Linked DNA regions of Mus musculus: all the other regions are linked to region 1. A link is a contact called in public Hi-C and HiChIP or PLAC-seq data. All regions are on one chromosome and are shown on one strand. The core of a region is the stretch at or near the end of the contact, and the rest is flanking DNA. Distances in the headings are between cores, read along the strand shown. Region 1 holds the start of Sh3bp4 (SH3-domain binding protein 4). Region 2 holds the start of Gm41914 (a long non-coding RNA gene). Region 3 overlaps Agap1 (ArfGAP with GTPase domain, ankyrin repeat and PH domain 1). Region 4 has its middle 45 kb from the start of Platr5.

Region 1 (7,788 bases), core at 2,331-4,830:
AAGGGACCTAGTGAGTCTGGTCAGTTTCAGGGACTTCCTGAAGCTATTTTAAGTTGCTCACCTAACTGTTTAAGGAGCTTCCCCACAGGATGCAATGGAGAAAACTGTTACACAGCAGATGTCTAGTTGTCTTACCCATCCATCAGATGGATAGCAGTGCTCCATAGCATGCTGACAACTGAAGGTTTGGAGACAACTAAAGACGTTCTTCCATATAGGATGGTCTCCTCTTCCTCCTTAAAACTCAGCCTTAGCTCCTTCATTTCTGAAGCACTGTGCAATCTCTGCCCTCTGGAGACTCACATCTTCTCCCAGGAGCTGGCCTCCATGCCTGGGGTGTGAAGTTATGCAATGCAGATGCCCTGGGGCCTACTGAGTAGCTGGCCAAGGCCTCTTGGAGGACACTGAATGTGGATGCATTGTTCCCTGGGTGTCCTGGGTTTTGGTCAATAATTTTCCTGTCACTTCTCCAAAGAGGGGCAGCCGTAGGGCTTGCGTTGTGCAAAGTTTCTCTACAGCCAGGACCTAGACAAAACCACTAGAAGCTGTGCTGGAAATGGGGCGGCAAATGCAGCAGCCAGTGCACTGGTGGTTAACAAAGCTATCTGCTGGTTATCCCCATTCCTGGCCGTCAGATAGTAACCTTGGGACAAAGAAATCTTGGTGCTTTATCTCTAGGGTCCTGGGAAATGTCCCAGGGACCTGATTCCAAGTCTCCGGAGAAAGAGGGTAAAACGATCTCACACAGGTGTCAACCCTGAAAATAACAAAGCCATAGGAAGCCACAAAGCTGTCCACTTACTGAATATGATTCCAACTGGGAGTTAAGATGCTGTGCCCGGAGCCAGGATTGCAAGTTAGGAACACAGTGGCTCTGGCCTCCTCCAAGTCATGGGCTCTCAGAGAGACACCAATAGCCTTCTCTCCCAGGAGGCGCAAGCAAACAGGCAAACACACACACACACACACACACACACACATACATACACACACACATACACACACACACACACACACACACACACACACACACACACACACACACACACACACCATTCAGTTTCAGAGAGCAAAAGGCTCTTAATTGGCTGGGAACAGAGGAATCAAACCCAAGAGGCCTCCCAGAAATCGAATCGAGGGTGTAAACCCCATTCATCATTCATTCTCCCATCTCATTATCAGATTAAAATCAACATTAGAATAGAAAGAAAGTCTATGCAAACAGCCGGAAGGGGAATAATTCCAGCCTGCTGCTGGATTAGCAAACAGCAAAGGAGAAATACTAGGAAGACCCCTCCCACCCCCAGCCCTTTCTACCTCTAACCAAAAAATTAGCAACACAACTTCCGTGTGATCAACAACCAGAGTGAAGGGTGCCTCATCAACAATGTATCCAGCCAGCTTTCAGGCCCTTCCAAGGCCCTGTCTGAGCTCACATCTGCAACTAGACTCAGGCCTTATCAAAGTGCTGGTGGGGATAACAATTAAAAAACCGAAACTATCAAAGGGTCACCAGTAACGCGAAGAAAATCGTCCAGCCCAGCTCCTGCCGGGAGACAGGGTGAGGACAAAAGGCAGCCTGTGCCTCACCTCTCGGTCTGGGTCCCTATTAATTGTTCTGTAAGAACATTAAAGCCTGGTGCCAGGACCTGGGGACAACAGGAAAAAAAGGAAAGTCCACAGAGGCCTTGCTGGCATTTCTGCAGCCAGCCTCCGAGCCGGTCATTGTTCAGTCGGTAAACACGTGAGACATAAAACAAATTGCTGGGAAACCAGGTTGTTCACTTCATGTGTCCTCCCAGGACCAACTGTTCTCTCTTGGAGGGTGACCTGGGCAGGCATTTACAGGACATTCTACAGCTTTGCATATACCAGGCACCAATGCCCCCTGACTTTGGGACAACCCCCTCCCCCAAGTCCAAAAGATGCTGCAGAAAGGATCCTTGAGAAGACCAGTTACTTCCAAGCCTCTCACTTTGAAGGACTTAGCCAGCACCAACAGGAGAATAGGAGTGTGCTCTGGGATCCCTAGGGCCTGCCTAGATCTTGCTTCCTGGGCAGGGTAGCGAAGCTCTAGGTAGCTTGTTTTACCTAGCTACCTAGATGACACTGTGTAACAGCTAAATGCTCCCCAGCACATTGAAATACAGCCGCTGTCCATCTAAGGATGCCAAAAACGCTCTGCAAACCACCCATTAATTTTTATGGTTGGCCCAGGAAGCAGATTGAGAATCATTACTGTCATTTTTACAAGGCTCGGTACCAAAACCACGGACTGGGCTGAGGTTTCGGCCCTCCCACCACCATTCTCTCCATCTGTACCCACCATCTCATGGGAAACCCCAGTACATCAAAAGGGTACTCATAACTATCAGAAACAGCCTTTGTGGTAAGGCAGGTCAAAAATTCCAAACTTTGGGCACGAGACAATCAAGGGTTTCAAGCAAGGGTTTTCTTGAGGTTAGGCAAGAAGGCGCCAGGTATAATTCAATGATTAAATCTACAAGGCTGCGACATCCCCACCCCCCACCCCCAACGAATGTGGGATCGGCGTAGATCTCGTGTTTATTTCCGCTCTGGACACTCATTGCTTTTATAATCAGAGCAAAAGTTATACGAACTTTATTTCTGCTGCTAAATCACAGAACACCAATCTGATGCACTAACAAGGGAAGAATAAACACGAATAAAGCCCAGCATGGTATTCCCTTTCAAATCTCATAGCTCCACGAGGCTCCACAACCTTCTGCGCACGCAGAGCGGCCAGCCAGCTCTCCGCCACTCCTCCCGCGCGGCATCTGCAGGCGCCCCACACCCGGGAAGGGCCAGCGCCAGCCAGCCCCACAGTCCGCACCGCTAAGCCCCCCAAACCTGCATACTACAACGCCAGATCCCAGCTGGGAGCCTCCTGGCCCCCAAACCCTCTAACAAGACACACTGGGCGGCGCAGGGCGGCTTCACGGTAAACAGCACTTGCAGAACAACGCTCCTCTATCCTAACCGCTCCCACCCGCACACCCCAGCGCTGTCACCTCGGGGCTGCGCGGTCACTCGATCACCAAGACAGAAACTGGAGTTTTCAATTTCATCCTCCAGGAGGGCTCTCCGAAGAAGTTGAAATGTGCATTGTCACCAAGTTTAACCCAAAGCCGCGCTCTCTTCGCTCCTTCTCAGAACCGCGCGGGTGGCGCCGCGACCCCCTCCGCCCTCCCCGCGCCCCGGGCCCTAGCGACCACGATCCGCAGCCCAGGTCGGGCTGTGACCACAGAGGGCAGGGAACCGGGAGCTCAAGGGGCTCGGAGCTGCTCCAGGCTAGCCGCGCCCCAGAGCCCGGGATGCTGCCCAAAGCCACAGCGCGCGCGGGGATAGGGTGCGCCGTCCGACCCTAGGCTCCTACCTGGCTCGCATGGCGCCCCACGGGTCCTGCGGTTCTCTTGTCCTGTGGGGCTCACCCGGCCGGGGGCGCGCGCGACTCCCGGTACCGCGGCCTCAGCGATCGAGGCAGCAGAGGTGGTGAGGTGCCCAGACGCCGCGACAGCCCAGAGCGCTCGGCCCCCGCCAGCGGGCGCAGAGGTGGTCTGGGCCGGGGCGGGGCGCGAGCGCGGGCGGGGCCGGGGCGCAAACAGCGGGCTCCAGGAGGGCGGAGCGCAAGCAGAGACCGCGGGAGGGGCGGGGCCAAAGCTGGGGGCGGAGCGAGGAAGAGGCGGGTCAAGCTCAGGCTGGGGCGTAGGGACCGGGGGCGGAATCGCACTCTCAAGGCGGAGTCTTTGTCGGAGAGGCGGGGCCTAGACGATACTGGGGCAAAAGTGGGCGGGGTGTGCTCAAATGAGCGTGGTCAATATGAGGTTGGAGCAAGTAGGGGCTGTGCCTCGAGCTGGGGGAGGGCAGTTCTTAGTAAAGGCGGGGCCTGGATGAAGGGGGCGGGATGTCCCGGAGGGGCGGGGCCGACTGAGCCGCTGATTTACTTAAAGAAGCGGCTTGGCTTACTGGCGCCTCCAGTGCTCCGGCGCGATTCCCGCCAACACTCCTTGTCTCCTTCCTTAACAGCGCCAGTTAAGAGAGTGGGGTTAGGGCCTCGGGATCTTTACCCCTGGACCCAGAAATGAGCAAAGATGATGGAGACCTCCGGTGCTCTGTTTTGGGGAAGCCTCTGATCCCCCGGGAGTGGTTAAGCAGTAAAACCGAGAAAAAACAAACAAAACTCAGCTTAGGGAACAACTACAAGTGGAGGAGAGCTGCCTGCGAGGCAGATTGCAACTGAATACATGTCAGCATAGTTACACTTCCTCTGCCCAGACTCACATACAGAAGTAGACGCTCGATGCGAGCTCAGTGAATGAACACACTGCGAGGCAGCGGAGCAAAAGCCCAAGCTCATGAGTCATCTCTCACGGGAGTAGACAGAGGCCTGTAGGGGTTGATTGCCTCAGTGAGGTCGAACCAGCCTTTGACTGCTGTGGTGGTGAGGCCAGGGAATGAAGGCTTCCACTTGGAACCAGTGGCAATCATGTCTTCAATGTTGCCACAGATCCAAATCCAGCAGCCCACTGAGTCCATCTTCACTATCATCGCTGGCGACAGATACCATTTATATTTTCTAAGTGACTTCAGACGTTAACACAGATTATCATATTCGGCAAGATCACATGGGAGAGGGCTTCAGAGTCGGAATACTAGCCAGTTTTCTATCTCCCGTGTTCTTTATGCTCCCCTTCCACTCCACCCTTGCACTCGGGCTGCCCGCCTTCCCCCACCCCCACCCCCACCCCGCTCTAGATGTAGTCCTAGTGGAGTCAGGTAGACATACTGGTCAACCTAAGGCTAAGAGGGTAGAATTTCATATTCTCTTAGAACATGGAAACGAGTACAATTACTCCTTAAGTGTAGCTGTCGACCTTAAAAGAAGCAGTCTCCTGAAGGTGCAAGTGACTTACATGGTTGGAGGGGGTGGGGGTGGAGGAGACAAAAGCATCCAGACTGGAGGGCGTGTCAGGAGCCAGCCTGCTGTGCTGGGATCTCTAGGCCTCTGTGTGAGTCACTTGCCTCTGAGTATGAAAATTAAATACAGAGCATAAGCCTCAGCAGAATGCCTAGCACAAAGTAGCCATCACTAAATATTAGCTATTTGTACTGCCGTGACTCCGAATGTCTCCTGTCTAAACCATGTCAGAAAGAGGGAGAGGGAGAATATGCATGAACGTGGGCTGGGGTTATAGCTAGAGTTGGTAGAGTGCTTGCCAAACATGCACAAAGCCATGGGTCCCATCCTCAGCGCCAAGAAATGGGGATGTAGTCACTCAAGCCCACACTCAAGAGATTCAAGGGGGATTCAAGGAAGGTGGATGCAGAAGGATCAAAAGTTGAAGGTCATACTCCCCTACATAGTGAATTCAAGATCAGCCTGGGATGTGTGAGACCCTGTCTTGGAGAATGGAAAGATGGATCAGAGGTTAAGCACTGGTTGCTCTTCCAGAGGGCCACGCTTCGGTTCCTAGCTCCCACAACCATCTCTAACTGGAGTTCCAGGGCATCTGACACTTTCCCTTGCCCTTCACGGCACCAGGCGTACCAGTGGCACACAGACATATATTCAAGCAAACATTCATTTACACAAAATGAAAATAAATCTTTTAAAAAACAAAGACCTGTTGGGTTAGGTGTCATATACCTTAATCCTAGTACTTGCTAAAATGAGGCAGGAGGATTATGAATTCAAAGACAACTTAGATCTACTGCTATACTGAATCTGTCTCAAAAGAAGAACTGCTTATAAAGCATTGAAAAAGACAAGCGAGTTATAAATGATCAAAGGTATAAAAAAAATGAGTCCCCCAAACACTGCAAATGGCCCCGCACATGAAAGACTCCTTAGCTGCACTGAGCAAAATGCTCACAAAGGAACAAGAAGATGAGAAAGCCCAAGTGTGGCCTAGGTGATGCTTGGTGACTGGAAACAAAGGTCAGAGACACATCAAAGTATGGAGCTGGGCAGAAATCCAGACTATAACATGATGCTTTGCCTGGGGGAGCAGAGGGCATGGGCTCCCCTGTCCACCTGGACATAGAATACCGTATAGTCTTCAAGCCAGCTTGCTTCCTGAGCGAGGAGTGGATAGAATTCAGGATCTTGAAGCAAAATAAGGTAGAGAAAAAGGATGCCATGAGTTGGATCTGACTTTGGAAGAACTAAACTGGGGGGGGGGCGTTGGGGGGGAGAACACTGTGTTTATGTTAAGTCATCTGTGAAGCATTCTCTGAGTGTTCTGGAAGGAACGAGGTCTCTAGATATGCTTCCTGACGAACCGATGCTTTGTGGTTCCACCAGTTTTTATGGCTTGCTCTTTTGTAAAGTTTGCTAAGTCAGGAGAAAGGAGAAAATGAGCCACCCCAAGCAGTCACCGCGTTCAAGTATTCAGCGAGCATTCCTGGTGCAAATGGGATGGCAATAACCCAGTCAGTCACTTGGGGTTTTCAGCAAAAGAACGGTGCTTGGTGATCTGGTGGATTAAAGAATTCCAAGAGCTAGGCACAGTGTCACACACCTATAGGTCTGTCCATTGGAAGATAAAGACAGGAGGGTCAAGGACAGCTTCTCTTACAGATTGGGCTCTAGGTCAGCCTGGGATCCATGAGGCCTTGTCTCAAAACACACAGAAAAGCAAAAAATATTAGAGAAAAGTGGTACAAATGTAAACATTGATCCTAACCCTTTCTGGACATCTCATGGTAAAGGTGGTCTACTTGTCTGTCTGGAGGCTTATTATAAGCTAAGACCTTGTACATGTATATATGAATGAATTTGGTATATATACTTATAGATCTTCACATAAGGAATTGCCCTCTGACCTCTGTACCCAGGCCGTGACATGAACACAACCCTCTCTCAATAAATAAACAAATAGCCGGGCTTAGTGGAGCACGCCTTTAATCCCAGTACTCGGGAGGCAGAGGCAGGCGGACTTCTGAGTTCAAAGCCAGCCTGGTCTACAAAGTGAGTTCCAGGACAGCCAGAGCTATACAGAGAAACCCTGTCTCAAAAAACCAAAAATAAATAAATAAATAAATATAAATAAATAAACAAATAAATGTTTAAAAAAACCAGATCAGTGTGACTCTTGCAAGAATTAGCGAAGATAATGTGTAAATATTGTTCGATATAGTACTGGGCACACAGAAATTAACTTACAGATACAACCTATTATTTATACGTACATGTTCTGACAAATGATTCTTTGGTTCACATTAAATCCAAGTGAATGAGTCTGGTTCTTAAACTCCAAATAGAAGTATCCTTTACAAAGCGATGTCCATGTTGCTTTCAGGAAGCAGGTTAGTGAGTGTCCAAGATACTGTGCCTCAGCTAAATTCTGCATAGGTTCCTTGCAGGTGTGGGCACAGTGTGCTATGAAACTGCCTTTGAGGGGATGTCTCATATGTTGTTAAGCCTTGAGTCTGAAATGGATCCCACAGAATCACGTTTGGAATCCTTGTTTCCCAGTCTAGTGGTGCTATTTTGGGAAAGCTGTAGAACCTTTAAGAGCTGAGACGTCGCAGGTAGAAGATTGTCACTCAGGATGGGGTTTTCCCTGTGAGAGCCTAGCCCCTGGTTCTTGTCTTCTGCTGTGCCTTCTGTCTCTCATAAATCCGGTCCACCAGGAACTAAACTGCCTCCCTCACTTTCTGAACTGAAAACCGGCTGAAACTGTGAGTCAACTTTAATCTCCCCCCTACCCCCTTCACTCATTCTCCCTATAAGGAAGTATTTTGTTACACTGATACAAAAGTAAC
Region 2 (7,788 bases), core at 3,025-5,524, 510 kb before region 1:
TCCGAGGCGGCCCCAGGGCCGGCAGCCGCGGCCCGCGCGCGCTCCAGCCGCTGCAGGTCGCTGTTGTCCAGCGTGCGGTTCTTGCTCTTGCTGCGCTCCCAGCGCTCCAGGTCTGAGAGTGCATCGTTCTTGCTGAGCACCTCGCCTACGTCCAAGGTGTTGCGCTTCTCCGCCGCCGGCTGCGCTCCGGCCACCGGCTCCGGGACCACGTCCGCCTCGACTTCGTCGTCCGGCGCCCAAGCCAGACTTCCAGAGCTGCTGTGGCGCCTCCCGCCGCTCAACGCAGGGCTCCGCGGCGCCTCGGGCTCGCTCCAGTGCCTAAAGCTGAGGCTCCGCCGCAGGGGCGCGGCCCGAGCCTCCTCACCGTCAGGACTGCTGGGCGCCTCAGCCGTGGGGCTGCCCATCAGGTCCGCGGGCTCCGCGCTGCGTGAGCACGGCCGCAGCCGCCCGAGCTCCAGCTGCCCGGTGCTGCGTGTGCGAAAGGCGCGGAAGTCCCAGGCGCGCGGCCCGATCTCAGGATCCTCAGCCGCCGCCTCCTCGGCCTCCTCCTCCAGCCGCCCGGGCGCCTCCGGGGAGCGCGCGGGCCGGGGCCGCCGAGTAGGACGCGGAGCCGGAGCGGCCAGCTGCTCCTTCCTGACCATGGTCACCGAGATGCGGTAGACGGTCTTCCTGGGGGGCGTCCCGCGCGACATCGCGTCTGCGGGCGAAGACGCGGGTTCGCCGCTGCTGTCCAGCAGGTACATGTCCCCAGGGGCCGCGGCCGCCGCGCCGCCCTCCGAGGCCGGGCTGCATCCAGCGCCGCCGACCGCCGGGACGCGCGCTTCGGGCGCAGAGCTGGCCAGGTGCTGAGCCCGAGCGGGCAGGGAGCGGCGCCCACGCCCCCCGCGCGCAGCGAGGCCCGCGCTCAAGCTGCGGGAACAGCGCCCCTGGAGTCCGCCCGTCCGCGTGCCACGCGGCCCGACTGCCGGGGTCCGCGCCCGGGGAGCCGAGCCATGGGGGGCCGGGCGGGCGCTCAGGCACGGAACCCGCCTCGCCGGCAGGTGCGGCCTGGGTGCGCAGGGCCCGCGGCGGGCGGCAGCGCCCGCGGCTTCATTGTCTAGTGCACGGGGCCCAAGCGCATCCCAGGGCCTTTTTCTGCACAGCTCGGCGATCCGGCAGCCTCCGCCTCTCCCGAGGCTCCCGGGCGCGCGAGTAGCTGCGCCGGCCGCGGTCGGTCGAGGGGCGGGCGGGCGGCGGTTTAAAATGGAAATGCGCGCCGGGGCGGGGCGGGGCGGGCGGAGGCCGACGTGCGGAGACTGCGGGCCGCGCGCCCAGCGGGGCCTGCGGGTCCCGGGAGCGCGGAGGCGGCGGCGAGCGCGGCGGAGGGCAGGTCCAAGCGCTGGGGTGGATCCCCCGCGCGGAGCGGATCAGCTCCTAGCAGTAAACCTATACTACACTCTCCAGGACCTGCTGCAAGGTCATCTGAGGCCTCAACTATCCCTGAAGCTTAGAAAATGAAACTCAAAGGACCTGCTGGAAAAGCACCCCCACGAGGCTGGGGCAGGAGGATGGTTGAATTTAAGGCTAGTTTGATCTTACACGTCCAGTTATCCCAGCCCACCCACAAGGAAGATACCAGATCTCAACAATAATAAAGATTTCTTTGGAACCTGTAACTTCTAACTCCTCGAAAACAAGAGGATCTGGAGAGATGGCTCAGCAGCTAAGAGCACTGTGTTCCTACAACCCACGTAGGGATTCACAACCAGCTCTAACTCCAGTTTCAGAAGTTCTATGCCCCCTTGTGACCTCCAAATGTGCCTGTATGTTCTCTTGGTACATTGTACATACACATAATAAAAAATAATTTTAAAAAAAAGATCACACAAAATCAGTCACTCCCTGGCGCCAGTGGTCTCTAAGGTAATTTATATGGTGTTTTCCAAAATATAAATCTGCTACCTGAGCAGCAGGCTTAGAAGCAGGAAGAGCAACTTGCCAGTCTCCTCTCCTTCCTGACCACCTGGTTTCTCCACCAGTAAGATGGAGATAACGGCTCCCTAACTTAGATTAGCACTCTTGAGGCAACTGGAACCTCACCATGGAACCTCATGGGGGGGGGGGGGGTGTCAGGCACACTCACCATGAATATTTAAAAGTTGCATATCCCTTCACTCCAGCTCACCTCCCCAAGTGTTCATCCCCACCCCCGTGTGATACAGGATTTATATACAGACATCAAGCCAGACCATCAGACTATCTTCTGATCACAGATGTGCTGCTTCGTCTTCCGGTTTACAGGGCCCACTCAGATGCTGATAGGGTCTCCTCTTGGCCTACAAAGGCCAGGGGACCCTGGAGGCTACACATAGGCAAGGTACAGGTGGCTGGGAAGGTCAGGCATTTCTAAGGTCTCTTTCTAGCTCATCACCACAAAACGTAGGAGGTGTCTGTTGTGCTCATGCCAGTGACAGTGGTGGAAGGATGAATGAATGAGTCGGGTCTCCCGGAACTGAAGTCTATGACACCTGGATTTTAATGGCAAACTATTAGAAACGCTTCTACGTGACTCCTTTACTTATTGCCTGCCTGTGGGCAAGCACACGTCGGGTAGGAGTATATGGGGGAGGTGCATCTGCACGTGAAGGCCCCAGGTCAATATCCTTCCTCTCAGCAACTCCTCGTTTTATACATGAAGGTAGGGTATCTCACTGGAACAAAGAACTTGATTTGGCTAGTCTAGCTAGCCAGCATGTTCCATGGATCTCCCAAACTCTGTCTCCTCAGTACTGAGATTATAGGTGGGCTACCACATCCACCTGACATTTAAGTGGGTCCTGGGAGTCCAAAGTCCTGCCCTGATGTTTGTATGTCAAGTACTTCTCCCACTCAGTCATCTTTCCAACCTGTATTTCATTTTCAAAGATTTCAAAATATAGCTAGCCACCACCGGTGACGTCTACCTCAACTACAAGATCCCTACCATCAGTTATGGGCAAGGTAGACATTTTGTTTGAAACTCTTCGTCTCTACAATGGTCCTTCAGACAGACCATTCAAAGGTCAAGGCCATGACATCCTCTGTTTGAATAAAGCAGCTCTCTGATAAAACTCAAGAGCCACCAGCTATTCTAAAGGCATGAAGGCAGGCATGAAGCATGTTAAAATGTCTACCTCTATCCAGTTAGGAGGATGCTGAGGCTCAGAGCTCAGGCTGAGTTCTCCATGACTGAGTGCACAGCTCCTGGGTGAGAATGGAACTGGAGTCAGACTCTCAGTGCCCCGGTCTGCATTCACGTCTTTTGTTTCAGCAGCTTCATTGGCGACAAAGAGCAGAAAAGCGTGACCAGTACTGGCCTAGGCACCATTAAAAATTAAACTCCTGGTATAACCAGGAAGTATTATTAACATATTTTCATTGTTTTTCTATGGACTTATTTATTCATAAAGAGACTGTGTGTGTGTGTGTGTGTGTGTGTATGTTATACTACATACAAAAGGACAAGACAGGGTTCTCTTGCCTCGAGGAATTCACAAACTTATAAAAATGATGTTTGTAATTTTAGGACTGAAAGAAACGGTGGAGGAAGTCTCAGAGTGGCAACAGTAGCCAACATGCCACTCATCTAATAAGTCAGTGCCACTAGGACCTGGCCACAACCTAGCCTTACAGCAGTACAGTGGCTCGAAAATTCCAGGTCCCCAGATCTTCAAGATGAGATATGGGAGCTGCCCACAGGAAAGAGAGGGCCGCAACCCTGGGGTCACTGGAGCTGGAGGCTAACTCTCAGTGTGTATGAACAAGGCTTCTGGGAAATGCCACCATGAACCTTAATAGCATCTAGTGCATAGTAAAGAAAGGGAGACACATGTCCCTTATTACCTGAAGCATACTTCACAAAATGAGGGTGCGTGTGGGGGGGGGGGATTTGGAATTCCTTTACAGCTTTACAGCAGTGGTCTTCAACCTGTGGGTCACTACACCTTTGGAGAGCAAATGACCCTTTAACAGGGGTTGCCTGAGAGCATCAGAAAACACAGATGTTTACATTATGGCTCACAACAGCTGCAAAAATACAGTTATGAAGTAGCAACAAAATAGTTTTAAGGTTGAGACTCTGTATTAAAGGGTCTCAGCATTAGGCAGGTTGATAACCGCTGCCGTTATTCTTTCTTGGTATGGAATCCATCCCAGGTTTTGTGCATTACCCTACAAGGATGCAAGCTGCAGAGTAGAAGAATCCATTCCATCCACCTCAGATGACACACAGTCTCCCAGGGAGACTCAGAGCACCCAGCCTGCCAAGCTGCTGCTCTCTCTCTCTCTCTGCACTCTAAGCAGGAGGAAGCAGGAGCCCCACAGCCAGTCCTAAACACCCCCTGAAGGCCTACATGTCCCTGTCATAGCGTGTGGCCTCTCCCCGCAGCCCTGGAGACTTGGGCTCTCCCAGTCTCAGAAGACACAGGATCCTGAGCCTGTCACTCCAAAACCTAAATCCCCAGCACAAAGCCAGACCTGCCTCTGCTCAAAGGAAATGCTTCACAAGGCTTGCTGAGTGCTCCTGGACTATTTTGTTGGGTGTCCCTAAATGGATACTACCAGACCACATCTTGGATTTCCCATACATACCATATAGCATATCACCATTTTAGAACACACTCACACAGAGTGTGTCCTTGATCTCTCTGCTCTATCCTTCAATAGCACACGGGCATGGCTTGGGCACTGCAGGGATTCAATTGTCTGAATAAGAAAAGTCTAGTGGGTCCAAATAGCCCTGCTGATCCCCTAATTCCTCACCTTGGCAGCTGGCCACCCACCTCAGCCCTAAGCTTACAGAAGCCTTAGGCCTACGTCCAGTGCCATTTCTAGCAGGTCATCAGTTATGCCTCTTTCATGAACAATAGATTTTGCAAGTACTGGTTAGAGCCTATAAGCTTTATTTAGAGGAACCTCTTTGCAAGTCAGCAGAGGAATCGCCTGATTCACAGGCCAACTTTCCAAAAAACACAATTTGATAGCTAGTAATCAGGGTCACAGTCTCTTAGATGCTTGTCTGCTGGCAGCAGACATCACAACGCATGGTCCTTCCCTGGGCACAGATGCCCAGAGCCACAGAGAACTTCTTGCTGGGCTTTGGGAGCTAGCTTCTGGTAGCTGGCTGCCTGACAGGGCGATGCTGTATGTCATCTTCAGATCTTCTCAGCATGAGTCTCCATCCCATCAGGACGGCTGTTTCAGAGGACTTCTGATTTGAGATTTGTGTTCTGTGTACTGTCCCAGCCTTGGATGATGCAGTATGTGGGGACCCCAGCTTTCGTATTTTATAAGCTGAAGGTTGCAAATAGAATCTTGTCAGGCCTGTTATCCCAGAGACTCGAGAGGTTAAGATAGGAGGGACTGCTAACTTGAGGCATTTGTGGGCCACAGAAGTAGTTCAAGTTCCTCTAGGTAACTGAGCAAGACCCTGTCTCAAAACAAAAATACAGCCATAGGGTTTTGGCTCATTAATGGAATGTCTGCTGTCTAGCAGGTGCAAGGCCCTGGGTTCAGTCCCCATATCCAGCTCCCCCAAAGATACAGGGAGAAATGTGAATAAAGCACTGCTGAACCTGATGGCTTAGTCAAGAAGGGAGTGTATACTCCTCTTCAGGGCAGGGACATGCTGACTAAGCAGGAGGCAGGACCACAGGTCCTCTGAGCACCGACCGTCACGCTGCCTGTGCCATTCCTCATGGAGCAGCCACAAAAGTCAAGGCTGTCAACAGGCCAGAGACTGTGTGTGGCCAGACACCTGCTGGCAGTGTGCTTCTGTAAGCATTTCCATTGTGACTGGAGGTTCCTGGCTGTCACCTCAGTGACAATGTTACCACATTTTAGACACTAACAAGGAAGGAAGTCTGGTCAGGGAAACTTACCAAAACCAAATTTGGCTTGACTCCAGGACAAAGCGCTGCCCTCTACCTCCTGCTAGAAAGCAGCACTGACAGGACCAACGGGTAACGGTCCCCCAATGTGAGGGGAAAGCACAAGAAGTCTTAGTGCCCTGGTAGTATAGAGTATAGTCTAGCTCAGTCCCAGGGAGTCCTTGATGTCAGGTAAGCTCCACAGGAGGTGATACACACCCTACATGATGCAGTGGCCAGGACATGTATCCTCCAGCTGCAGAAGGCTGAGCCACCAAGCAAGGGAGACCTGTCAGTCCTGCTAGGTGCTGACTGACTTCCAACAAGAGGCCAACTGTTCACCTGCTGCTAGTGGTGTCTGTACATGGAGCTGGCCTGAGTACCAGTAAGGCTTGCAGGAAGGAGAGGAGGAACCTGCAGAGCAGAAGGTCAAAGAAGTAGGAAGCTGTTTGCTAAAAGGAAGCAAGTGCCAAGGGCTGAGAGCGGGAAGTGAACAGTGCCCACAGTACATGGCAGGGTGACACTGAGAGAAAGAGGTTCCAGGCCAGGCCCCCTCATTGCTGTGACATTCTGCAGGACAGTCTGTTGTTACAGAGCCTCCTTACAGGCAGCAGGCCTCTCCTCCTCCCACTTGATCCCAGTAATACCCTTCCTGACTATATCAGCAAAAATGTCTCTACGTGTTGGCAAATGACCCGAGGCCAAGACTGCCATGGGTGGGGCACATCTGCTCCAAAGGTGCAGACTCTACACTGAGCAGAAACTAGAGGTGCCTCCCAGCCACACTTTCCCACCTCTATGTGGGTGAACAGTAGCCACCATCTCTAGCTGGGCTTCCCACCTCTGCATGGGTCAACAGTGACCAGAGGCTCTAGCTGGGCTTTCTGTGAGAGAGACTGCCTTCTTTCCAGGAATCAGCCATAAAACAGAGCAGCAATAGTGAGATGCAGGTCATCAGATCACCCATCATCCTGTGACGATAGACAGGTCATCTACCAAATACTGAATGAACAAGTCTTGTGGCCATGAATAAAATGCTGGGGGCAATTTTGTAGATGTTTACAGCTAGGCAACAATACACTCATTTCATCTACAGATGCCCCAAGTTAGGTGTACAGGGGTCAGGAAAAGACCAGCACTGGGATGGTTTATATATGCTCAGCCCAGGGAGTGGCACCATTAGAAGGTGTGGCCCTGCTGGGGTAGGTATATCACTGTGGGTGAGGCCTGGAAGCCAGTATTCTGCTAGCAGCCTTCAGATGAAGATGTAGACCTCTCAGCTCCTCCTGCACCATGCCTACCTGGATGCTGCCATGCTCCTGCCTTGATGCTAATGGATTGAACCTCTGACCTGTAAGCCAGCCCCAATTAAATGTTGTCGTTATAAGAGTTGCCTTGGTCATGGTGTCTGTGCACAGCAGTAAAACCCTAAGACAAGCACTGACCAGCTTCTCCAAAGCCTCGGGATCCTACACTGTCACTGCCCACAGAGACGCCATCCTAACAGAAGCTAACAGAGCCTTCTGCAGAAGGGCCAGAGAGGGACCCAAACCCAGTCACAGCTTTTCAACACAGCCTGGAACAACTGAGGACAGTCCCAACCCCAGCTAAAACCGTATCTCCACCTACATGGACCAGCGAGAAGCTGTGGTTTTCTAGCATGCTCTACAGAGCATCCACTGTGAATAGCTTCACTACCACACATGGAAATGTTCTATGTGAAGAAGACTTAAGACATTAAGTCAGATCTATGAGCCATCACTTTACAGAAATGAATTCAAGCAACACTTAGCACAGCAGCTCCTACTTAAGAGTGACTCCCCAAGGACTCTACATGGCTACAACCACAGCATGCGGAAGGATTCCCACCCCATCTTCCCTCCCTCCAGCCTTCCCACACATC
Region 3 (7,788 bases), core at 2,437-4,936, 450 kb before region 1:
GTCACAACCCAGTCCAGAGTCTCAGTTGACAGTCACCATCCATCTCTTCTCTAGGACTAAGGAATAAGAAAGGAGGGAATATGTTCTCCAAGGTGCCTTCTCTGTAGAACCCTGCCATTCAAAACTCATCAGAAACACTAGCATCTACTTCTACCAGCCTGGCAAGTACACCAGTGGGAACCCCAGCTCCTTCTGCACCCACCCGGACCAACAAGCATTGCCTGGAGTCCATCAGAGACACAATTCTAGGTGTCTCATATCTGCTGGGCACAATTCAGCCTGGAAGGAGGTCTCCGGGACTCAGCACATGGATCCTGAAGGCCCAGAGGGCTCTGGTCTGAGCCACAGACCCTCTCCAAGGACTCCAAGAAGTTTAACCTCCTGCGCTTGCCTAGCTCCTCCCACCCAGGTGTAAGCATGTATCAGCTGAGAACACAGAGGAACACAGGAAAGGGTCTGCAGCCCCAGGTGTCCTGGCTGGCACCCTGACCTTGGAGTTGTCTAGTCACCTCAGGCAGAGTTGGATTCTCAGCATTCATGGCCAGCTTGCCATGTCACTAACGTGAAATCAGATTAAGACAGTGACCCCTGAAAGTATGATGTCCCCTCAGGACTGCAGTATTCCACTGTGTGCCCAAGCACTGTCCAACCACTTTGGAGACCACTACCAGGTGAGGAGGGGTGCCCACCCTCGATGTACAACTGTACTTAGCAGTACACCACCAACCCCGTGGTTCTCCACCGTATTTCTACAGTCCACTCTGGCTGCTGCTGACTTACCAAAAAAATGAGTGTTTGCAAACCAAACAAACGTATACACTTTCCTTAATTTTCAAAGATGACTAAACTTTTCATAAATGGCTTTTCCCGCTTCATATTACTACCAACAGCTAATTCCGTTGGGTTCTTTCAGCTACACACACTCGGGCACATCCACACGGAACAATATGAACACACATCTTTAGGGATGGATGTCACAGACTCCGGGCAGTGGGGACAGCACTCTGTTTGCATGTCTCACTCCCTCCATCTACTGGTGGCTGATGAGAATGAGTCAACCAAAAACCTGGCTTCAATTTAAAACAATTGGCAAGATCACATGACCCACCCGTACCTGGGAATCTACCCAAAGGCCTAAGCACACCGCAGGGACACCTGCTCGTTCATGCTGCTCGTTCATGCCTACCGCATCGCTGTTCACTGCAGCCCAGCGTCTGGCAGCAGATGAACGGGTGAAATGTGGTACATACACACACAGGAGTTTTATTTAGCCATAAAGAGAAAATAAAGTATGTGTTGGCAAGAAAACCGACAGAGCCAGAGACTGTCATAATAAGTAAAGTAAGCCAGACCCAGACAGACAAATACTGTCTTTTCTCTGTCACACGCAGAACACGGGTGTTATACACACCACACCACACCTCCACACACGCCATGAAAGTGGGAGGGGAGCTACTTGGAAGGAGCAGGTACAGGAGTGGGGAAGATGGGAGCAGACAAAAGATGGAGAAGACAGTGAGAGAGAATGATACACTTGATGCGATTATAAACACATGCTTTGAACAAATAGAAAATATGAAAACCAGCAGCACCAACAAATGTCCACAGCATCGCTTCGGTCACAAATAAAGAAATGAGTGATTCAAAGCCAGGTCAGAACAGGAGCAGACAACAGTGACCACTGGGGGAAGGCGGGACCTGGACCTCACTCCCTTCCTGGACGGACAACCTCTGCATCCTGGACAGGGGTTCTATCAGCATTTCTAGTGGGCGGGGACATCCTCCCAAGATACCTGCTCTTCTGCAGTCAGTGGGGAACCGGGGCCATGCAGAAATTAGTGCTGTAACCACGCAGGCTCCCTTACAAGCCTTTTGTTCCCCCTCCAAGTCTTCCTGCTTTCTGGAGACATCTGAGCTATCTCATCTGGGTCCTCCTTCCTGTCAGCTGACCTGGGTCCTGACTCCACCCACTGCTCCCCAATGGGGGAAATGACCCCTCCACTCAGGAGCTTATAATCATGTTTCTATCTTTTATAAAGAACTAGCAGGTTGGCTTAGTGGTTCACACCTTTAAGCCCAGAACTCAGGAGGCAGAAGCAGGGGCATGAGTTAGTTCAAGGCTAGCCTGGTGGGGGTTGGGGGACGACGACACTCTGCCTCAAAAATAAATAAATAAAATGAAAAAGAACTAGCAGCTCACAATGCACTAATCACTCTCTCAATTCTTTCAAACAGAAAAAGAAAAAAAAAAAGGTTAAATCTCATGGAACCCTGGACAGGAAATAATCCCAGAGGTTAGCTGTAGGAAGAGCAGAGAGAAGAGACCAAGATATCATTTAAGATATCAGAACAGAAGACCTGAAAGTCATTTCTATTCTTGGGAAAGAAAGGAAGATCACAGAAAGAGATCACCTATGGTGTGTATGTATGAAACAACTGATCCCCTTCCTGCTAAGTATACATCCGCAATGCAAAGTCTGGCATGGCCAGCAGGGGGCAGTATAGGCGAGCAAGAAGCTAAGTCTAAGATCCCACTATCCACTTAGATTACTCACTTCCTTCCCTTCCTGCTGCTTCAATCGCCTTGTTTGCTGAGCATGAGTCTACAATTACCGCAGAACAAAAAATTTAACCTATGTGTACTCTTAAAATTCCCCTAAGAATGTGCCTCATCTCTTTTTTTATACTACCTGAATAAACAAGTCTGAAAGCCTAAAAGCCAAAAATTCACAGTATATGCACTTAAATGTATGTCTGTTTGCATGGTGATGATGTGTTTATGCTACAGTCAGCAAACACAGCTTGCTTAATGAGGCAAAAATCTTTGTCAGTTTTATAAAGCAAAGTTCATGAGAAATATTTAATATGTAAATAAAGCAGTAAAATGTGATCGAAAAACAAAAACAAACAAACAAACAATAACACACCTCACTAATACCACTACAACTCATCGTAAGACTTTAAGCCATTGTTTATTAAGTTAGACTCTCAGGCCTGTGGAGGTCATCAGCAGCCCACCTCTGAGAAGAGTGGATTATCCCACCCATTTCAATGACTCCCTTCACCACAAACCCAGAGGGGTCAGGAAAAGCTGGCTGTGTGCATTCCAGCATGCAAGCCTGCAAAAGTTCTGCCATCCACTGCAGGGTGAGGCACTCAGCTAGCATGCAGGACTGAAGCTGTAGCCCATAGCTTGCCAGCCACCTCAGAGCTGGGCAGGTAAACAAGGGGCTAACAGCTAGAGATGGCTGACTCTAGATGCTCAGTGACCCTCAAAGATAAAAAAGCGGCTGACTCCCACTCCACTGTTCAAAGCCCCTTTCCTCTGACCACAACTGACAGCAGTCAGAAGACAAAACTGCCTCTCTAGGGCTCGGAAGCCTCTGCCCACCCTGTGTCTATTCCCAATTGTCTTCAGCCTGGTGAGGGAAGGCGCTGCCTCCCCAGCCATCACAGCCCCAAGCACCGTCAGGGCCAAGGCCAGGCTTCTGCTCCCACAGAGACCATGGCCACTCCTCCCAGGGAAAGGAGGCTTGGAAAGCCAAGGTAAAGAACTTCAGTAGAAGAGGAGCGGACGATGGACCACTGGGAAATACCAACTGCCGAGGGGCCAGCTATACTCTGGAGTGAGCCAGGAAAACACGCCGCCTACGAGCTGTCTCCACTGGAAGAGTCTTTAAACATCCCCTCAGCAACAAGTTTCCCCAGCACTGTGCAGCAGGGCACTGCAGTCTCTGCAGTCAGCCTGTGGCGGTGGGCTGGCATCTGTGGCAAGATGGATCTGTAGCTCAGGCTGGCAATCTCGAATTGAGATAGCCGTAAGAGGAAGTTAAAGCAAACACTGGTGACAACCTGTGGGCTAAAGGAAATGCAGAGACTGGCCAAACAAGAGAATTCCAGAGCCCCACATCAGTGAACATAGCTTCCTGGTGGTGTGGCCTTTGGAGGGTCTACAAAAATCCAATGACCATTTTGTACCTAGATCTTGCTATGCGGAGAGGCCATTGGTCAGAGACACCAGTGCCTCATCATGGAGAATGAAAGGAAGCCTGAGAGGGACTAAAGACCACACAGAGACAGGTATGAGGGGTGGAGCCCCAGTGTTCTCTTTTTCCAGGGCACCTTCCCTGAAGTTCTCATTAAACATCAGCAGAACTAAACTGTGCATAGAAAATTACTGTTCCTCCTCCATCAAATGGCTCTACTTCCATTCCTGAGACCCACAGGAAAGGAGTCACAGCAGCCAGACCTCATTCTACCCCACCCACCACACCCCAGCATGCTTCACAGAGACCCTCAAGCTGCTGGCTGCAGTAACAAACCCCAGCTACAAAGCTGCTCTTCGGTAAAATAGATTGTTACAGGGCCATTGTGGGAACTCTCTCCGAGGAGACACAGAGCATCGTCTTCAACCCCCTCTCCCTTACAGGGTACCAACAACAAAACCACACAGTAAGATTCCACTGTAGCCCAACGGGAACTAAGGGAAGCACGGGAGAGGGGTTATCTCCAGGAGCAGCTGCCACTAGGAAGCCTCGGCCCCAGCATGGATGACAGCTTCCCCATAGCTGTATAGGAGTCCTACTCGCAGTTAACATTCCACCGTCTACAGTACTTCACCCAGACCACGTGCAATTTAGCCAGAATTAACATATAACTGGCCAGTAAGTGCAAAAGAGTGTGACTGAGCTCAGCCGAGGGTCCAATGAGCCTCCCTACACCTCTCCTACTCTGAGGGAACGCCGCCTGTCAAGGAGTCATGGCTTGAGAGTCTCTCGCACGTAGCCACGGCTGTTCCCGTGACACCCACACTGTGCTCAGAGGACAGCGCTCCACGGCAAGGACTGAAAACAAAAGGGTGTGTTTCGCCCTTTCAAGAAGGCCTAGCACACAGCAGGCACTGCACAGGCTGAGCTCGGAATCTCAACCCCATACCTGTTATTTTGACTTGGCAGAAGCGCAACTCAAGGACAGCTGTGTCTCTGGCTGCCTTTCACTCACCAGCTGTCTGGAGCTCAAGCAAGGATCTTTCACCCTTCCACTGGATTCTCCTTTTCCACCCAGGAGGCTTTGCGAATATACAAAGCAGGCAGCAGGTTAGCAAGCTCGGTTAACAAGGGAGACAGAAGTGATTCTGTTACTGTCAGGTTTATATACAGGTAATGTGTTTTCTCTACTAATGGCTCAAAATTATTCATTTCAAGCCACTGGCTTTTCCAAGCAAGCAAGGATTTAGTGAGCCTTTCCAGTTTCGCCAGCACAAGGATCAACTACAGGCCGAGCGGGGCAAGTAAACGCAGCGTGGACCTCATGTCCGGGCCCTGGTTGTTCTGAATCCAGCTCGGGGATTTTCTCGAGCTGTCCACTCATGGGTATGCACAGTAAGTGAATGACAACAGGAGCCCAGAGAAAGCTGCTGATCCCCAGCCCACAACAGCTGAGACGGAATTCCCTGAAGGGATCCGAGGACCTCTCCCTAGGGCATGTGGTCTGATGAGAGAATGTGCCACACCTCCAAGTGGTCAGTTTGCTCACACATCAAAACTGCTTCGTACAGCGTCCTGGCCAGCCTCCTGCTCCCGGCACACATAGGAAGGGCTGTGAGGCCGGAGCTCAGGATAGGCTGCTTACAGCACAGAAACCTCAACCTGCACAGGCTTGGGACTCACAGACTGCAGAGTCCATCAGAGGTCAACATCAGCTGTGCCTTGCACTTGAGAAGCAGCAGTCCAGTCTGTCCTCCAGCCTCTCCATGAGGTTCCCAGTGTACAGGTCTCCTTGGCAACCTCACAGACCTCAGGCCTCACGGCTGGGCCTCCTACACACAGTAGGATTAATCTAGCCGACAAGAGGAAACAGGTTTCTGAGATTAAATGTCCAAAAGACAGCCAAAGAGCTCACCCAATGTGTCTAGAAGTGCTCTGGACTGATTCACACTCAGAGCTCAACAAAAATCCTTAGACTCCTATTTTCTCCCAAAGGGATTTCTCAGCTACCACTCCCCAGCCCCACCGCCAAGTCATCATCACTTAACCAGTCCATCACTGCCGTTCCGAACCTCCCTTGGTTCACACCCAGTCTAAGCTAGGGTTAACACTGCTGTGATGAGACACCAGGACCAAAAGCCCCTTGGGAGGAAAGGGTTTATTTGGCGCATAGTTCCATGTAACAGTTCTCCATGAGAAGCAGTGAGGACAGGAACTCACTCACACAGGGCAGGAACCTGCAGGCAGGAGCTGTCACAGGCACCATGGAGAGGTGCTACTTAGAGGTTTGCTCAGCCTGCTTTTTTATTGAACCCAGGGCCATCAATCAGCCCAGGGGTGGTTCCTCCCACACTGAGCTGGACCTTCTCCCACTGATCATTAAGAAAATGCCTTACAGCAGATCTTATGGAGGCATTTTTCTTGACTGAGGTTCCCTTCTCTCTGGTGATGCTAGCTTGTGTCACGTTCACATAAAACTAGCCAGTATACACCCATGCCTAATCTGTCAGAAACTCTCTAAACGTGCCTGAGAGGCAGCTGCCACCGTGTAACACAAGAACAGGACTGACTTCTTCAACACTCGAAGCTGTGCATCAACTCTCCCATGACCTCGGCTTTGTGCAGGAGACCCAGACAATGAGCCTGCCTTTCTTTCTGCCTTGTCTGCACACAGTGACCCAACAGCACAGCGGGAAGACAATGGTGGGCGTAGAAGACAGTGTAGGATGCAGGAGAATCCTACTGCTGGATTCTACCTACATGCCTTTAACAAAGTAAAAGTACAATTTAGCAGAATGCAGATGTTCTGATAGGCACAGAGCCTGAGAAGTTATGGCTTCAAATGACACAATCACTTCCCACATGAGTTTAGGTGAAAGATTCAGGGCGGAGGCTTTTTTGATGACTCTGAGCCATGCAGTGACCCGAAGTGACCCTCAGAGTCATTGGGATAGGGTCTGAGAGGAGAAGACGATGCAGCTGTAGAGACGGAGGGAGAATCAGAACTGTGAGCCAAGGCAGGAGCAGCTGGGAGAGACCAGCGCGTGCTCCGCTGAAGGAAGGACCACAGCCTTCGATCCAGCCCTGTAATACCCCTTACAGCCCTGACCCTGGAGCTTTAGGGTAAAAAGAAGATGCGGCCACACATGCGGTCAGAAGGCTACAGAGTGACATCTGAATGGCCAGCTGGTGTGGGACAAATGACCAGGGAAGTGGGAAGAAGGGGTCCAGAACAAGCTCCGGTCAAGAGGGGAATGACACACAGTGTCTGCGGGGGGGGGGGGGGGGGGGGGGGGTTTGCTTCTTTGAGCCGTGGCTGGGCCATGCCAGATTTGTAAGTACACAATACTCCGTGGCCTCTGTCATTCCTCTCAGAGGTCAGCACAGAGACCACGGAGCATCAGAGGGTGCAGAGGAGAGGGCACAGAGATGCAGACTCTGCGGCTATAGGTAGTTATGGACAGATGTGCACAGCTGCAGGTGGCTGCTGGAGTTTTAGGCCTTCAATAATGAACCAACCCAGGTGGCTTGAAACAATGGCCATTTATTCTGACAGCTCTGGAGACCAGGAAGTCCATATGCAAGGCTTTGCTCCTCATGAAGGCTCTCGGCCAGCACCCTGCCTTGCCTCTCCCGAGCTGCCTGCAGGCTGTGCACCCTGAGCCTCTGCTGTATGGCTACAGCTCTTCCTGGTCCCTCCCCTAGCATCTTCCCTCCAGAACAGGAACCTGGTACACTAGCACACTGCCCTGGTGACTTTCGCCACAGTGACTTGACTTTACTTCCATGCCTAGCTGACTCA
Region 4 (7,788 bases), core at 1,397-3,896, 270 kb after region 1:
GAAGTCCCTTCTATTTGCCCAGTGATTGGCTCCTTTATTCATTACGGGATTGGTTCACAAGAATAGGGTCAGGCCCATTCACAACACATGGGTAGGTACACTGCAGAGCCACTGGACTCCAGCCCTCAGTCTTTGTCAGGTTTGTTCTTCTCCTCTCTTGTTGCAGACTTTGCATTTCTGCCTCAGCCTTTGTTTAGAAAAGTCTTGTCAGCCTAGGTGAAGTGATTGCTTTCTAGTGACCAAACACCTGACCGTAGAGCTTAAGAGAGAACTTATTTTTCTCACAGTTTCAGCGGTATCAGTCCATCATGGAGGGGTGGGGAAGGAGACAGCGAAACAGATCGCAGCACTGCAGCTGAGAAGAGGAGGGAGGGTAGAGTTGACTACAAGGAAACACGAATCCTACGTAGGAACTGGTACCAGGAGGGAGTTCAGTATCTGAGTGTGGAGACGTGGCTCCAGAATGCAGAATACAAAGCCCGTGCTGTGATTGTCTGGAGGAAGAATGGGGACAGCTGTGTGCTAGTAAGTGTCTTGGCAACCAGATTTTGGGTGGTGGTGATGGTGGAGTAGCTTTGGTTTACAGCCTTAGCTGACTCTTGTAGTGCTGATATTGTTCACTAAGAACATCAAATGCAAAGACAAAAGGACAGTGATGGTTATAGTAGCTCGTGCCAGTAGGGTAGAGGCCAGGAGATTTCCACTTTGAAGTCAGTCTGGGCTAAATCACTGGGCTGTGGATATGGCTTAGTAATTAAGAGCATGCACACTGCCCTTGCAGCTCTTGCAGAGGACCCTAGTTTGGATCCCAGTACCAATGGAGGGCAGCTGACAACTGACTGTAAATCCAGCTCTGATCTCTCTGGGCACTGCACTCATGTGGCCAAACCCACACACAGGCCCATAATCGATACAATACAGTACAATACAATACATTACAATACAAAGCAATACAAAGCAATACAGTACAATACAATACAATACAATACAATACAATACAATACAATACAATACAATACAATACAATACATTTTTTACAAGAAAAGATAGGAGAAGGGTGTGCTCCATGTTGAGACACAGAAATTCCATTATGCAGCTAACATAGTTGTAAACAGCCTTGAAGCCAAGCATGACTGCATTAAAATACTTAAGAGATGGATTTGGAGTAGTTACATTGACTTTCAGTAAAATCTAATTAACTATAAGTTTGCATCAGTTTATTTGCAATAATAGTTACATTTAATTTAACAAACAGCTTGCCAGATCACCATGAAGTTGACAAAGTCATCTCCTGAGCCACTTGCTGGGTGCTGGTCTGACAGACTCTAGGTCACCTGTGACACCCAGCCACTGTGACTTAAGCCATAGATAGGATCCTAAGTCATGGGATCGAGTCTTGGGACATCTTGATTTCTTTGGTGAGGGCTTTGGGGATCTGCTGGCTAGCACATTTCATCTCAGTATGAAGATGAATTAGAATCAACTTGTTAGCACACCTTAAGAAAGATGGAGGGCTGAGATGTGACCTGTTAGTAGAGTCTTCACTTAGTACCCATGACACCCATGAGTACCCATGAGTATCCATGAGGTTCTATCCTCAACTCAGGAAAATAAAACAAACAAAAAAGTTATAGCAGAAATGTCACCTCAAATTGCCTAGTGAACAATTTTTTTTGAAGTGAATGAATAAGTTAGAAAACTTCACTGAGCAATCTAGCTCTAATCTAACACCTGGATGAGTACTGATATCTTTTGGATCCTCCCTCCCTCCCTCCCTCCCTCCCTCCCTCCCTCCCTCCCTTCCTTCCTTCCTTCCTTCCTTCCTTCCTTCCTTCCTTCCTTCCTTCCTTTGGTTTCAGGACCTGGAACAAGAGACTGAAGTGCATAACTTACATACCAAAGCAGACTAGGCCTCCAGGTTCTCCCAGCATTCCTCAGTTCCTACCTGGTACACCCTGCCCCCAACCCTGAACTTTCCACCCCAGAGGCTCCTCCCTATATAATAATCCAGACATGTTGGTCTCTATTCCTTTCCTCTCTCTCTCTTCTCTCTATGCTCATACCCTTTCTCTCTTTCTCTGTCCCCCATCCCTCCCAATGGCAACTCCTCTGGCCTCAATTCCCAATAAACCTGCCTTTAATATGATCTAATCTAATCTGGTTTGAATTGGCTCATTTCACCAGCGGCAAAGAACTAACCTATCACCTTTCTCTCTTTTCCCTGAGAAGGCACTAGAAGCAGCTGTCCACCAAGGGAAGCAGTTCTCTGTGTAAGGACCCAGCCCCCTCCACTTTCAGTATCCTTCCCAGTGGCTCAAAATGCATGTGGGACCAATGCTCTGGGAAGCAGTGAGCAGAAGTCAGGACTCGGTTTTTGTGAAATCTTAGACCTGGAAGCCAGTTGAGTCCCCCTGACTTGAGGTATCTTTGAGCTCTAAACACACAGGGACAGCCAGCTACCTGTCAACACTGCCATTAAACCTGACCGTGGGACTAAAGCAGGGTCCCAGAAGTCACATCTGTTATTGTTCTGCTTTGTTACTTCAGGACAACAGTGCCTGTGTCTTCCTCCTCCTCACTAGATTTCACCACACCCTTGCCTCGGAGGCCAGGGAAACACAATGCCCTTCAAGTTCTAGCTGAAGGACACTGGACTTTGCACAGAAGTGGCTGCTCCTGCAGTGTGCGGAGGAGTGGGTAGGGTGGGGCTGGCTCGGAATCCACTCTCTAGCCTGAGGCACTTGCATTAAGTCCATTGTTTATTCATGAGCTGTTGTTTTTATAAATTTATAGAGTACATCCTTTGCCGTAGGCAGGCTATATTATACACTTTACAAAGCAGAGACTCTCCTCTCTCAAATTCTTAGATAATTTGAAAGCACCATGCTTGGTGGATAGCACTGTTCTTGAAGTGTTTGTTCTTAACTTGGTCACTCCCATAAAAAACTGCAGGTGACTTGCAGGCTTCATGTTCAGCAAGCCCAATTTTTTGTTTTTATTTGTTGTCTTTTGTTTGTTTTTAAATCACAAAGGCAAGGATAGGTGGGTCCTTTTTTTCTCTCTCTCTCATTATGCAATTTTGCCTCAAAATGCTTAGGCTTTCAAACTCTTCCTAAGAATCTCGTCTTCAACAATTCCAGAAATGCCAGTCAGGCAACTCTGAACTTCGTGTAATCACAAATGATGGCTCAAAGCCCCGAACTTATCTCCTGTACAACACAAGGCCCAACTGTGCCTTGGGACAATGAACAATGTGCTCCACGGTAACACGTTAGATGGTGCGTGAGTGTCAGCTACTGAAGCACACAGGGGATGGTCGGTTAAGAACCCCCTCTCCCACCCCACCACACACACACACACACACACACACACACACACACACACACATGAGAATCACTCCGAACAGCCAGGGGATGAGGGAAATGGCTCTTTAATAAGGCTGGCCTGTTTCTGCCTAACCTCCTAGGGAAAGTAGCCATGAACAGACAATGTTAGCAGTTTCTATAAATACTCAATGTTCCACACAGGCTATCCTCTTTGAGTCTCTTTTAGGTCCTGACTTTAAACTGTTAAGCGGAGACAAAAGACTTCGAGTCTGGCTGTTCCAACAAGTAGAAGATTTACACAGCAAAGATACTGTCACGATTACTTTTGAAGTGAACCGGTATTGTTCTTTTCTGGTAGTTCTTACCCAGGGTCAGGACCGCCTGCCTGCCTGCCTGCCTGCATCTCTGCCTGTCAGAATTAGGTCTTTCCCTGATAAACACAAAGCAGCACAGGACCATGGCTGGGACCCTGCTGCTCCCTGGGAATGGCCTGCTAAAGGCATGTTCTTTTATATGGGAATGAGCCGGATGCGCTGTGAGCCAGGGATGCCTTCTTTAGTCCTGGGAACAGGACCTAATTAGGAGCAATCTTAGTCAACAAATTAACAGAAATATATTCTCACCAAACCTAATCTCAGCTTATATTAGACGTACAGCCTTTTCCTCTCTAGTTGCTGACAAGCTTAGCTAGTTCCTACTTATGTTCGAGTTACATTAGAGGCAGCGCTCCTTCAGCTGGATCCTACTCTATCTCCGTAGTGAGGTTTTATTGTTTTTCTTATTTTGTTGCTTTTTTCAAAGGGCAAGCCATTAATCACTGAAGTCAACAGGAACTCAGAGAAGCCCCCAAAGGGAACGTTCCTAGGAGTCTTCCGTGAGGGCCATAGTGGAGAAGATCCTGCTTTAGGGATTTAGACCTTGACCTGCCTTTGAAAGCATCATTCATCTTTAATAATCCTCCCCACGGCTTCTCCTTTTAGAAGTTTTTGTTAATGGAATTTACATAATGGAAAGAAAAGCCAGGCTCATCCTGGGCAGAGGCATAGTTTACAAGAGGCCTCCTGTGTTTAATTTGTTTTGACGTTGATCCGTTGAGTTTGGGGGCCTGAGAGCTTTCTGAAGTTACGAACAGACTTGAGAGGCAGGCCCGGAACGTTAGATGGGAGATGTCTCAAGGCTCCTTGTACAACCTCTTCTCCACTGCGTTCATTGTGAATTCTGCATAGGTGCGGCCCATCCGGGAGCAAGGCTGTCCCTACTGGCATCTCTCAGTGATAGAAGGCGTCCTTCTGGAGAGAGCGTCTTCCAGAGCTTACCCTCCCACTGTGAACACGATACTCTGCTCTGTGCGGCGCCTTCATCTATATGCACACGTCCATGACTTTGCTATTATCACAAAACCTTCTTTAGTTCACTCTGGCCAGTGCAGACGTGTTCTTCTCACCCCCTGGGAGAAAGGAATAGAGTTTTCTAGAACCAACCGTGAGTGGCCACGGTCAGGGAGTACAGATTCTAGTTTCTCCAGGGGCTGTGTGCCAGTGTGATAATAAGGGACTAGAAGTCGGATCCCTTGATAGGTAGACTGATAGGTGTGGGTTCGAGTCCCACCTCGAGCTAGGTAAAGATGGTGAACTTCCAAAGTGGCTGGCTTCTTCCTCACCCTCCGGACCTGAGACAGAAACCTGGCAGCTTAAACAAAGGCCTTATGGGTTTTTTCCTCCCGCTAGTGGGGCCCCTTCTGATGCACAGTCTCAACCATCCCAAGGCTGGAGTAGGAAGTATTTACACAACAGCTGTGAGCCAGTCACTAAGCCACCCTCTTTCCTCAAACTGTCAAACCCTAAGGCAGAGGGAGAAGAGTCTTCAAAGACTTTTAAAACCGGCCATCAATGAGGGATGAGAGTTTGACTTTCTTCCAGCTTCCACTCAGAAGAAAGGGGAGGTGGAGGAACAGGCGTGGGTTGGGGATCCAAGGCTTTTAAAAAGAGGTTAATAATCAGATCTTCTTTCAAATTCAGTAATATGTGAGAATAGCCATGATAACTTTAGATAAATTTGTTGTGTTTTTATATATATTTTTAAAAATCACATATGTAGCTTTTTAAAATACAACTACTATTTGACATCCATATAATAAATACAGTTGTAACCACAGGCTGTTTTCTTTCTTTTCAAGAAATAAGTTTCAGAAGCAGGATGGGTAGCTCAGTGGTTAAAAACACTCGCAGCTCTTCCGGAGGACCCAGTTTGCTTCCCAGCACCCATATCCAGCAATTCACAACCATCCTTAATTCCAGGTCCAGAGGATCCTGTACCCTCTTCTGGCCTCCATAGACATCTACGTTTGTGTGCACATACCTAGGCACACACACTCAAGTGTACACACATGCATGCACACACGCACATACAATTAAAAAGAAAATAAATCTTTTAAATAAAAGACATAAGATTAAAACTCAGGAACTCTTCAGCAGCAAGGGAGAAATCAGTATTCCCCAAATATGCAGTTACCCAGTTCATCCAACTGAAATTAAATTTAGTCTCCCAGCAGTCAAGGAAATAAGTGGCCTGTGTCAAGTTCTGCCTGTCTCATATGAGATAGGGCAAAGCCAACATGGTTTTAGGAAACATTCTTCCGACACTAAAATCTATGTGAAATCTATCAACTATGCTTATCCACCTTTAAGTATAGAACACACACATCAGACACTGCCTTTGACTGTGATTGTACAAAAATGAAGAAATATTCTCGATAAGGGACTGTGACTTTTCTCATCACCAGAACGACATGCCAACAAAGCTGAAGTCTTGCTTAAGAGGCCGTTTGGTGTGAACCTGCCAGTTTGTGACTCGGGGGTGGGGATGGGGGTGGGGTGGGGTGGGGTGGTGGTAGGATGGAGGAGATGCTGGAGGAGGCAGCAAAGGGAGTCTTGCTTCAGCTCCAGCTTCTGACACAGGAGGGTAGACAGGCCGTTGCAACCACTATCCACGAGGTTCGTGTTCTTAGCCATGAGGATGCAGGACAAGCAAACCCACTGAGCAATGATCAGACACAGAGGTCACCAATTGTGTGAGGTGACTCGCATATATGAAACTCCCAGAGTGGGCAAACCCAAGGAGAGGGAACATTTTAAAGTTGAAGGACGTTCTTTGGGGACCATGAAAATATTTGAAGCCATGTTGATGTCAAGATCATACCCATCGTAAAAGTATCAAATCCACTGAACAGAACTTAGACACAGAGACAGGACTCTTGTTTACCTGGGCAGTCAAGTAGGAAGTACAAAATATCTTGCTGTGTGCTTACACAGTGTGCAGAGAGCTCTTGAGAGCGGCAGGTACAGGGCTGGAGTTCATCTTGCTGGCTGCACTCCGCAGACCCCAGACTTCATCAGAATATGGTACGGTGGGCTGTGAGGATACTATCCTGTCGGTCAGCCTGGTACAGGCAGCAGCTTCTGAGACATGGGCATGAAGCATCATCTGGGGTTCCTTCCTGGTTCCATTATCGATCCCAAACAGAATCAAACGGGAATATAGCTGGAAGCTTCTAGCTCCCGGGGACACAACCAGATTATGTCTAAATAATCTAGAAATCAGGGAGGAAGTCAGGAGAAAATTACGGGAGTCAGAAACGGATAAAAATGAAAACTGTGTCAGTGTGGGGAGGCTGCATCCAGGGGGATCTGCATTGTGGAATAGTCCTGTTAGAGATGGATAGAGGTCCCAGCAATGACGGAGGCTTTGACTTGAAAGAAATGGAAACAGAAACACGGTAGATCCAGAAGTAACCAACAAATCAGAGCATTGACATCAAAACTCAATGAAGTAAGAATACACATAAAACCAAAATATTCTTTATTCAATCGCTTTCAGACTGACCAGGATCTAAAAAGCAACAACAAACAAACGAAAAGCAACCACCACCACCAACAACAAAAGTAGCATAAGGAAAAATGTAAAGATTCTGGAAGTTGGCTCCTCTAACCTCTGTCAACCCATGGGGGAAGAAGTCCTTTACCCAGTCACTCCAACCCCACAGGTGAATCTTATTTGCTAACCAAGCACTACCACCAGGGCACAGGGAGTTCCTTTGGGAAGAGCAGGGCCCAGCTAGTCTCACCTATGATTTCCCTAGCGATGGGAAACAGAGGTGCTCAGTTGGAACCGGAAGTGGTCCGACACAAACTAACTCTTAGAGAGGTGCACGTGATGCACAGCTGCCTTCAGTACTCATCTAAGGGGAGGGAGGTACTTGGGAGCCCAGCCAGCAATGGTTATCCAGTCAGCGCGGCTCAGGGAAGGGAAAAATGCTCTTGCTGCTTGGAGACACTCTTTCACCTGCGCACCCCCATCTCACCCCAACGTGCATGCACGCACACACGCATACACACATACGCGCACCTAGAGCTCACATGCTTGGCCTTCAGATGCAGGATTACATGGTCTACTGGGCTAAGAC

Evidence for each region. A called contact is a pair of places that touch in the nucleus more often than the background predicts. HiChIP or PLAC-seq counts read pairs in DNA pulled down with a chosen protein or histone mark.
Region 2: a Hi-C map of rod photoreceptor shows a contact between it and region 1, with 2.7 times the contacts expected there. The contact joins the enhancer-like site here to the promoter of Sh3bp4 in region 1. A contact is called at or near these places in 3 of 39 promoter capture datasets (the 3T3-L1 cell line and hippocampal neurons), 2 of 484 Hi-C or Micro-C datasets (embryonic fibroblasts and rod photoreceptor) and 3 of 115 datasets of contacts at active chromatin or transcription factors (astrocytes, embryonic stem cells and pancreatic cancer cells).
Region 3: a contact with region 1 is called in a FOXA1 HiChIP or PLAC-seq map of pancreatic cancer cells. The contact joins the enhancer-like site here to the promoter of Sh3bp4 in region 1. A contact is called at or near these places in 5 of 39 promoter capture datasets (embryonic stem cells, frontonasal cranial neural crest, hippocampal neurons and 2 more), 3 of 484 Hi-C or Micro-C datasets (the C2C12 cell line, muscle stem cells and palatal mesenchyme), 6 of 115 datasets of contacts at active chromatin or transcription factors (astrocytes, embryonic forebrain, forebrain and 3 more) and 1 of 9 other capture datasets (adipose tissue).
Region 4: a contact with region 1 is called in an H3K4me3 HiChIP or PLAC-seq map of embryonic stem cells, with 20 read pairs. The contact joins the enhancer-like site here to the promoter of Sh3bp4 in region 1. A contact is called at or near these places in 11 of 39 promoter capture datasets (the C10 cell line, the SN4741 cell line, cranial neural crest and 7 more), 4 of 484 Hi-C or Micro-C datasets (embryonic stem cells and nephron progenitors), 27 of 115 datasets of contacts at active chromatin or transcription factors (a beta-TC-6 cell line, bone marrow-derived macrophages, craniofacial prominence and 13 more) and 3 of 9 other capture datasets (adipose tissue, embryonic stem cells and pancreatic islet).

Annotation. Positions count from the first base shown.
Region 1 is chr1:89,066,207-89,073,994 of GRCm38.p6, reverse strand. It overlaps Sh3bp4 (SH3-domain binding protein 4), which reads right to left and starts at 3,580. Exons shown (of 6, transcript NM_133816.3): 1 at 3,398-3,580.
Region 2 is chr1:89,573,702-89,581,489 of GRCm38.p6, reverse strand. All of the region lies in intron 1 of Agap1 (ArfGAP with GTPase domain, ankyrin repeat and PH domain 1), which reads right to left. Gm41914 (a long non-coding RNA gene) reads left to right here and starts at 563. Exons shown (of 5, transcript XR_003947925.1): 1 at 563-737. Within about 2 kb of position 4,274, at least 198 of the 459 cell types and tissues checked have an H3K27ac peak or open chromatin away from gene starts, as enhancers often do. A contact at or near this core is called in astrocytes, embryonic fibroblasts, hippocampal neurons and 2 more, where this site is marked.
Region 3 is chr1:89,519,304-89,527,091 of GRCm38.p6, reverse strand. All of the region lies in intron 1 of Agap1 (ArfGAP with GTPase domain, ankyrin repeat and PH domain 1), which reads right to left. Among named protein-coding and RNA genes, the nearest start is that of Gm41914, 58 kb to the left of the region's middle. Within about 2 kb of position 3,686, at least 28 of the 459 cell types and tissues checked have an H3K27ac peak or open chromatin away from gene starts, as enhancers often do. A contact at or near this core is called in muscle stem cells and pancreatic cancer cells, where this site is marked.
Region 4 is chr1:88,795,504-88,803,291 of GRCm38.p6, reverse strand. No RefSeq gene overlaps it. Among named protein-coding and RNA genes, the nearest start is that of Platr5, 45 kb to the right of the region's middle. Within about 2 kb of position 2,646, at least 28 of the 459 cell types and tissues checked have an H3K27ac peak or open chromatin away from gene starts, as enhancers often do. A contact at or near this core is called in embryonic stem cells, extraembryonic endoderm stem cells and trophoblast stem cells, where this site is marked.